Regions from separate parts of the Triticum aestivum genome. Here region 1 is linked to region 2. The links are chromatin contacts, called in public Hi-C maps. All regions are on one chromosome and are shown on one strand. Each heading gives the region's core, a stretch centred on a gene start, on an enhancer-like site or on the middle of the called end of the contact. The rest is flanking DNA. Distances are from core to core; before and after follow the strand shown.

Region 1 (4,150 bases), core at 1,062-3,561, 45 kb after region 2:
TGAAGCAAAGAAAATATTTATGCAAAAAAATCAGGATTTTTTTTCCCTTTCCCAAGAAGGACAACTGTGCTTCTCACGGAAGAAAATTTGTGCCTAACAAATAACCAACCGCAATGAATAGGGAAGGTATAGTAATCTATGAATAACCTAGTGTCGAATATTGGTAATAATATCAGCAAAAGAACACTTCTCGTGGAAGCAAAAAAGATTCACGCAAAAATTAAAATTTGTGATTTTCCCCTTTTCTGAGAAGCACACAATGCTTCTCCCGGAAGCAATTATGTGCCTCCATGAAAAGCAATTATGTGCCTCTTGTAGAAGCACGATTTTTTTTCCCATAACTTTCTTTTGTGAACTTTTTTCTCGCCAATTGTGTTCTCCAAATCTTGGGGAAAAAAAGTGTAAAACGAAAAGCCAAAAAAAAATCATCTAAAACCCGAAAATGCCTACAGAAAAGAAATACAGAGGTAGCGCCCAGCATGACATGTGGCGGTGGCTGGATGCACCACCTGGAGGGCTCTTATCCCACAAAAATGACCTTTGCCGGCTCCCGCAAGAGGGCTCCTATTCGGTTAGTATGTTGGCATGTTGGCGCTCACACACTCCTCGCGCATGGGCCAGCCCAACAAAGCCAGCGCTCTTTTCGTTTTTTGTTCACTCAGTTAACATGGTTGACCCAATCAACCATGGACCAATTCACTTGGTTGACCGGTTTACTTTTTAAAAAGCTTCACATGATTGAAAAAGGTTCAAAATATTGATTCTTTTGCCAATTTTTAAAAAATGTTCATGAAATTAAAAAAACACGGACACGAAAGAAAGTTCGTGAATTCAAATATTTTCGTGAACTAAAAAAAAGTTCATGAATTCAAATGTTTTCGTGATCTTTGTAATTCTAAACTTTGTGTTGGCTACTTGCAGCATCTTGATGTAAAGATCAAGGGATCAATAAAATCCTTCATTAAAACTGAAAAGATCCACAAATTTGTTGTCCATTTAAAACACTCATATAGTTCCAACCTAACTAGGACCAAACTCATAAACTGAGGATCTTTTAGCTATTGACCTACCAACGTATCAATGACCTTATTTTGTTGTCTACCACCCAAGTCTTTTATAAGAAGTGAGAGCTCCCTGCCGCGAAGATGAATGACTTGCCCATTTTATTATTTGCTACGCCTCCACACAACATGGATTTAAAATGATAGTCATAGGAATGGAAGGAGTCGGAAATTACAGATAGATAACCGGAATTACAAAATTCACTTCGCCTCTAAGAAAAGCTTTGTCTCTAACTCCTACTTTGTGCCACCATAGCTATTCTCATTCTACCACATTATGTATTCCACACACTGAACACCTTGCAAAGGTCATTTTCACCTTCTCAGACGCTGACATGTGCGCACTTGTCGCAACCTGGGAGTTTCCTTTTTTCATAGAATTTTTTTTACATTTTATCTCTCAAACAGTGCATCCAAATCCCCAACCAATTTCACTGTTGGATTTCCCGCGTTGAGATATTTCAAATTAGATCCCATGTAATAGGTTTCGACGAACTTTTTTCACAAAAAACCCATAAAAAGGAAAACCCCAAAGCCGGAAGCACATGTGTTTTTTTTGCTTTTCGAGAAGCACATATTTGTGCCTCCACGAGATGCAAATATGTGCTTCTCGTGGAAGCACAAAAAGAATCATGCAAAATAAATTCATAATTTTTCCCTTTTTGGGAACCACAATTGTGCTTCTCATGACAAAAGAAAAATTTGCGCAAAAAAATCACAATTTTTCTCTTTCCAAGAAGCACAACTGTACTTCTCGCGGAAGCAAATTTGTGACTCCACGAGAAGCAAAATTGGGCTTCTCGTGAAGCAAAAAAATATTCGTGCAAAAAATCGTGACTTCCCCTTTTCCGCGAAGAAGAATTGTGCTTCTCACGGAAGGAATTATATGCATCTTTTCTCGTGGAAGCAAATAAAGATTCAAGGAAAAATAAATTTGTGATTTTTTTCGCTTTTCTTAGAAGCGCACTATGCTTCTCGCGGAAGCAATTCTATGCCTCCACGAAAAGCAAATATGTGCTCTTGTAGAAGCACAAATTTTTTCCCATAACTTTTTTTGGAACTTTTTTTCGCCAATTTTTGCTTCCAAAACCTAGGAAAGGCAAGGTGTAAACAGAAAAAACCCATCTAAAACCCGAAAACGCCTACAGAAAAAAAATCCAGAGGGAGTGCCAAGCATGAGACATGGCGGCGGCTAGATGCACCACTAGTCTCGCCCTTGGCCCACAAAAATGACCCTTGCGGGGGCTCCTATTCAGCGCGTTTGGCGCCGGTTAGCACGTTCGCCCTCGCACACTCCTCGTGCATGGGCCAGCCCAACAAGCCAGCGCTCTTTTCGTTTTCTGTTCACTCGTTAACATGGTGAGCCGATCGACTGTGCACCAGCCACTTGGTTGACCAGTTTCCTTTAAAAAAAAGCTTCACATGATTGAAAAAAAAGTTCAAAATATTGACTTATTTTCCAATTTTGTAAAAAAAGTAAAAAAAATATAAATCTTGAATTTAGAAAAACTTCATGAATTTAAAAATAAGTCCATGGTTTCGAAAAAGCTCACAATTTTGAAATAATTTGCAGCTTTCAAAATCTTTGCAAAAAAATTTAAAAATAAAAAGTTCATGAAAATCAAAAAAAGAAAGAAAAACCAAACAAAAAAGGGGCGAGAAGTTTCCCAAAACCGGAGACAACACTCCCATTCATGTACAACGACAGCTATGAGCGCTGGTTTGCAGTGTTGCCTGTATGGAGTGGCGGAGCTTCAGCATAATCCAAAAGGAGGCCATTAGCTGAAGGGGGACAAATTAATGGGGAGGGGCTATTCTCTAGTTTAAATACTGGTTAGGCCTAAAATAGAGCATATTCTTCAATGGTTGCAAAAATCTGTTGGTCTAGACCAAGCTCCGCTGCTGCCTGTATGCGCCAAATAGGATTCCGCTGCACTACGACCGTTGCTTGCTACTGTATATCCCATTTGTCGCACAAACTAAAAAATAGTATCATCCGTTTCCGAAATTTGTTCTTATTGTTCATAATATTTGTTCCAGTGTATGAAGCGCAATTTTGTATGATGTTGGCGAATAAAATTGCTCTTTGTGTGAAATTGTTAATCATATTTGTTCTTAGTTCTAACACCAAGGAAAACGTACACCGGAGTAAGACGACGCGGGCTGCCTTGGGCTGGCCGAGGCGTGCACGGGCATCGTCAGAGCACAGGGCCAACACATGGCAGGACGTATTTGTGTTGAACCACGGTGTGATCAACTCATCATCCTGAAAGGTCTTTTCTTTTATACAAATTTTGTTGCCCTTGGCAACGCACGAACAGTTAGCTAGGTGCACACCCAAGAGCTCACTAAGAACAGAGTAATATTAAGACAGACTAAGAACAAGAGATTGTCGTAGTAGCTTCTAAACAGTGCAGGCGCGTAAAAAGGTCCCTTCGTTCTCGAGTGTTAGCCAACCCAAGCAGCTGCATCGAACACGGAGATTGATATACAGTGAGAGATATCACCACTTCTTGGTCAAGGGAACCCAGCACTCCTTTACAAGGTTTCTATATCTCGTTCCCCTTATGTATCCGTATCTGAACTCCTCGCCAGGTGGGATTTCAATGTTCGGCTCATCCCTGGGTGCATCCGTAATCCAATCATCAGGATAGCTCCAAGATGGATCGTCAGGATCACGCCAACATGGCATCGGCACAGGCCACCTGCAGCAGTTCAATGTAAATATCACCTCCCTTCCTAATTACTCCCTCTCTACACTAATGCAAGACGTTTTTGCGAACTGCAAAAACGTCTTATGCCAGTGTACGGAACTAGTATAAGACATTTTGGATATTTCAAGATGGACTATGTATTGACTGAAATGAGCGAACAAAACACATAAAACGCGTCTAATTTGATAACCAGGATCAGAGGGAGTACCACTTTATATCCGAAACTATTCATTGTAACTAATTTGATAGGAGTGTGTGTGTCTCAGGATGCCTTACCTGTTTAACCGGACTGTGCTATCCCCATCCATTTTCCAGAAAGAGGAACCACTGTCCTTAGCAACCTCACCAGCATCACTGTCGTCAAACACACCAACA
Region 2 (4,408 bases), core at 708-3,207:
AAAGCTGTCAAATGCATCCCAAAACCTAAAACCGGGTGGAAGCATCATAGTACATGGGTCAGCCTATTACAGAGCATAGCGTTTGGACGGTGGCCATTAGGAAATTCTGTTATCAGGTTAACAGGCCGCGGATTAATTGTTTTGCTGTTGTCCCCAGCGGGATCTCTCCTTTGTTTGTTTTTTCTTGTGTTGTGGTGTGAGTTGGTTTTAGAGTTGGAATGGCTGCTATGTTGTGGACCTTGTGGTGGTTGTTTGCTTTTATATATAAAATCGGGGTGAAAAACCTTTTTCGGCAATGTGCCATCAACGGTGTGGCCTGATAGTGCCTCATCTACCTGCGTCAAGCTTAATGGGCCAGCAATAGTGCGGCCATTAATGAACTACAATTTATGTACATTGAATATAAAACATTTATGTATTTACTTTTTTTAGAATTTATTCATATATTTAAAATAATAGTCACATACTTTTAGGAACACCCATGAAATTGTTAAAATTATTTCTGATATTAAGTTTTCACAGTTTTGTAAAATATTGCTCATTTAACAAATGTTCATCATATTTAGAAATGTGCCCAAGTTTTTTTCTAAATAATCTCATTTTTTAAAATTTTCGTGAATTATTAAAAGTTTTTACATATTTTTAGAAAACTGTAGGTATTTCAAAAAAGTGTGTATTCTTGTATTTACAAAAAAAATGCTTATGCATTTAACAAAAGTTGGTGTACCTAATATTTAGCAAATTCATTATAGTTAAAAAATTATATCATAAAAAGGAAAAACTGAAAAATACCCCCCCCCCCCCCCCCATGAAATTGTTAAAACTCTTTCACGGTTTTGGGATGGTTCTTGAAAGTTCCAGCCTAGCTTTTTACCGGTTTTGGGAACTTTCTCGAATGCTCCTGGACCTTTTTTTTGTTGTTGTTTTGTTTATTGGTTTCTCTGGTTTTCTTCTATTTTTTTCTTTTCTTTTAAGCTTTATTTTTTTAATATTTTCAATTTTTTGAAAATGTTCATGATTTCATAAAAAATGTTCGTATGTTTGAAAAAATGTTTAAGATTTTTCAAATTTTGTTTGGAGTTCCAAAAAATGTTCCGATTTACAAAAATTGTACTCATAAAATTTTAAAATAAGTTTTTTCAAAGAAATTCCAGGTTTGTCAAAAATAGTCTCAGGTTTAAAAAATTGTTTATGTTTTGATTTTTCAAAAAATTCAACAAAAGTTAAGATTCAAAATATATTGCCGTTTCCAAAGAATGTGCGAGTTTGTATAAGATTTTTACAAATTTTAAAATGTTGACGTTTTAAAACTAAACACCTTTCTCCAAACTAATCATGTTCGAAATTATGAAATATTGTTAGATCTATCGCTGGTTATAATTCTTATATTCCGTGCTGTATATTTAAACACCGAAGCTCATCTACTGGCTAAGGCATGAGCGTTCACAAGCTGCCGGGCACTCGCTGCTGGGCAGGCGCAGTCGGAGGAGCCTCTGGCACGCATCTGTCGGACGCAATGCGTGTCATGTAGGAGGTCCCGGTTGAAAATACAAAGTGGACTCATAAAACCGCTGCAGACGGAGTAAGGAAAACCTCAACTCGAGGGGTATTCAGGTATAATGGAAGCGAATGATTGAGGAGGAGTTGGTGGAGCAATCCATCTCTGCTTCACTCCATTATTGGAGCCGACCCAGTCGCCGGCGGGGCTCCATTCATGTCTGTAAAACCAGACTGTATAAAATCCCAGTACGTACGCGTACCTGCATCGGCTTGTCCAGGAGTCCATCGTCCATCATCTCAGCTGAGGTGAGGCTAGGTCTGACCTCGCGTCGATGCAGATGTCGGTTCCTTTATTCGACATCGATCCAGCTGGATCGGTAGCACGTACTAGGTGACAGTGCACGTGCGGATTGACGTAGCCTGCTGTACATACGCGCGGCAAGTATGTAGGTCGGCGGGACATCCTAAAACTCGTACGGTAACACGCAAGATAGATCGAGAGTACTAGATCCTACGTGGATGCCTGCAGGGGAATCTCGGAGCAAATCAGACGGCGACCACCTGAAAGATCGAGATGGATGGGTGGTGCATGCATGGTGTCCATCTTTCCTTTCTCCTGGAACTGGAAGGAAACGTATGCCTTCTCGCTCCTTTATTAGCATGCATTTCTCCCCTTCTCGATCTTGCAACAAGCCAACAACGGTGGTACTCAACCACATTCAATTTCACTGCACATTCAGTTTCACTGGCTCAAGCACATTCAATTTCACTGCAGATATCAGCCACTGCCATGGTCTACCTCTGTACATGAGTAGTGGAAACAATACAAACAATCATTAAAAGCGAAATAACACACACGGTCAGGCGGTCAGCGATCACTGAGCGGGAGCTGAGCACTGAGCTAGATAGAGATTCCGTCAATTAATTTCTCTAGCACGGTTACTCCTCGGTGCACGGGGGCGCGCGCTTGTGTAGGGGCCATGCATGCATGCCATGGCAGAACGCATGCATGCGATCATACACGCGCGCGCGGGGCACTCGTAGCCGGCCGACGACGATGCCATTGCAGCAGTCCACAGTGACCGGCCACGGCCAGCGTACGCGTGCAGCGTAGGTGAACTTTTATGGGTGAATCAAATGGATTATATGGCCCGCCAGATCACAACAGATTTTTGAAGAGACGAACTTCGGGCTAGCATATTTTATTTTTTTGAGTCCACACACGCTTAACTTTATATATCATGAACTTGGATTATATGTACCTATCTCTTGGAGTACAACAGATTTTTTCCCCCAAGTTCTAGGGCGGCAGCTATATCGGGCCTAGCTAGCTAGACCAATAATGCAATGCACCCTCTTAGTTCTACATAAAGGAAGTTGGAGTGTACTCCCTCTGTAAACTAATATAAAAGCGTTTAAATTACTATTTTAGTTGTCTAAACGCTCTTATATTAGTTTACAGAGGGAGTACAAAATATGAAGTATTTTTTCCCAGAAGGCCAGAATATGTACTACTGCGACGCACGTGGCTTTGGTACCACCTGGTCTATTTACCATAACTTATACAAACTTGCATACATGTTTCTTGTCGCCCGAATACAAAGAATATACTTGGGGTTAACTATTTTACATGAAGTATATTTGGGCTAAAAAGGCATGTCCCCCCAAAGGTAGCTGGGCTGTTGACATACTCCCCCTTCCGGTTTATAAGACATAAACACATTTTTAGATTGTCAGGAGGTTGAGAGGGATTCACTTCCAACACATTGAGGATAAAGTTCCAAAAAAGAAATTACTTCCTTGGACGGGCAAACACTTCACTGCCTTTGGTCAAGGCAGTCCTCACCTCAATCATGATCTATCACCTAAGCTCAATCGACATCCCGAATGAGGACTTGCAACATTTACAGGATAAGAAGGGCTTTCCTTTGGGCGGATTCCGATAAATTCTCCAGTGGCAAATTCAAAATAAATTGGGAGGTGGTTTACCGCTTCACCACTCTTGGAGGGCTCAGGGTCCTAAACCTTGAGAAATTTGCGCGTGTTCTGGGGTTCCATTGGCCATGGGTTGAATGGACCACCCCGGGCAGTACTTGGGTGGGCACCAGTAGCCCGTGCAATACCGAGGACATGGACCTATTCTAAACTTTACCGAAAAAGGCTTTCGCCCCGCTTTATATATAAACTTTCACTGCTATCACTATTGGGGACGGCAACATAACGAGCTTTGGCAAGCCGCTTGGGCACAACATGCCATTGGAGTAAGGACATGGGTCCCTCTATCTTCGACACTTCAAAAAATAAGATCGATGCATTATGGATGCTCTCCATAACAATGCTTGGGTCTACCATATCAACTTGGACAACAGGCTCACATTACAACACATACTTGAATTCATCAAACTTTGGCGGGTCAAGTTCCAAGTTCAATTCCAAGCCAACAAAGCCGACACCATTTCATGGGCTGTCCTCCGGGCATTACTCTAGGACCTCTGCTTATCGTGTCCAATTCATCGAGGCCACGTCCACTAGTTTCGAGGCTACTGTTTAGAAAAAATTGGGTCCTCATAAGTGTAGGTTCTTCGCGTGGATCATCATTCAGAGTCGAGTTTGGATGGCGGATGAACTCACCAAGTATGGATGACCTAATTGTGGGCTTTGCCCATGTGCAAGAGAACTCCAGAGATGGCAGCGATATTGCTCTTTCAATGTCGTTTCTCCATCTGAATATGGACTATGGTGTGGAATTGGCTCAATCTCCCTGGCTTCACACAAAATCTTGGCATGGCTTCAACGATGTCAAAACTTGGTGGATTGACATGGTACACAATTGGCATGGGCGACGAAAGCTGTTGGTTTCCCTCACCAGGCTTGTTACTTGGGAGCTTTGGACCGACCGCAATTCAAG

Evidence for each region. Hi-C and Micro-C count contacts between places; a contact is called where the count stands out from the background.
Region 1: a Hi-C map of leaf shows a contact between it and region 2, with 3 times the contacts expected there. The contact joins two enhancer-like sites. A contact is called at or near these places in 4 of 5 Hi-C or Micro-C datasets (leaf and an unstated tissue) and 1 of 1 datasets of contacts at active chromatin or transcription factors (leaf).

Annotation. Positions count from the first base shown.
Region 1 is chr5D:454,026,425-454,030,574 of IWGSC CS RefSeq v2.1, forward strand. It overlaps LOC123122694, which reads right to left. Exons shown (of 14, transcript XM_044543016.1): 13 at 4,052-4,129; 14 at 3,312-3,766. The coding sequence ends at 3,565. Among protein-coding and RNA genes, the nearest start is that of LOC123122694, 6.6 kb to the right of the region's middle. Within about 2 kb of position 2,312, at least 4 of the 8 cell types and tissues checked have an H3K27ac peak or open chromatin away from gene starts, as enhancers often do.
Region 2 is chr5D:453,981,339-453,985,746 of IWGSC CS RefSeq v2.1, forward strand. LOC123122693 (protein YABBY 2) reads right to left here. Exons shown (of 7, transcript XM_044543013.1): 7 at 3,859-4,408. The coding sequence ends at 4,404. Among protein-coding and RNA genes, the nearest start is that of LOC123122693, 10 kb to the right of the region's middle. Within about 2 kb of position 1,958, at least 1 of the 8 cell types and tissues checked has an H3K27ac peak or open chromatin away from gene starts, as enhancers often do.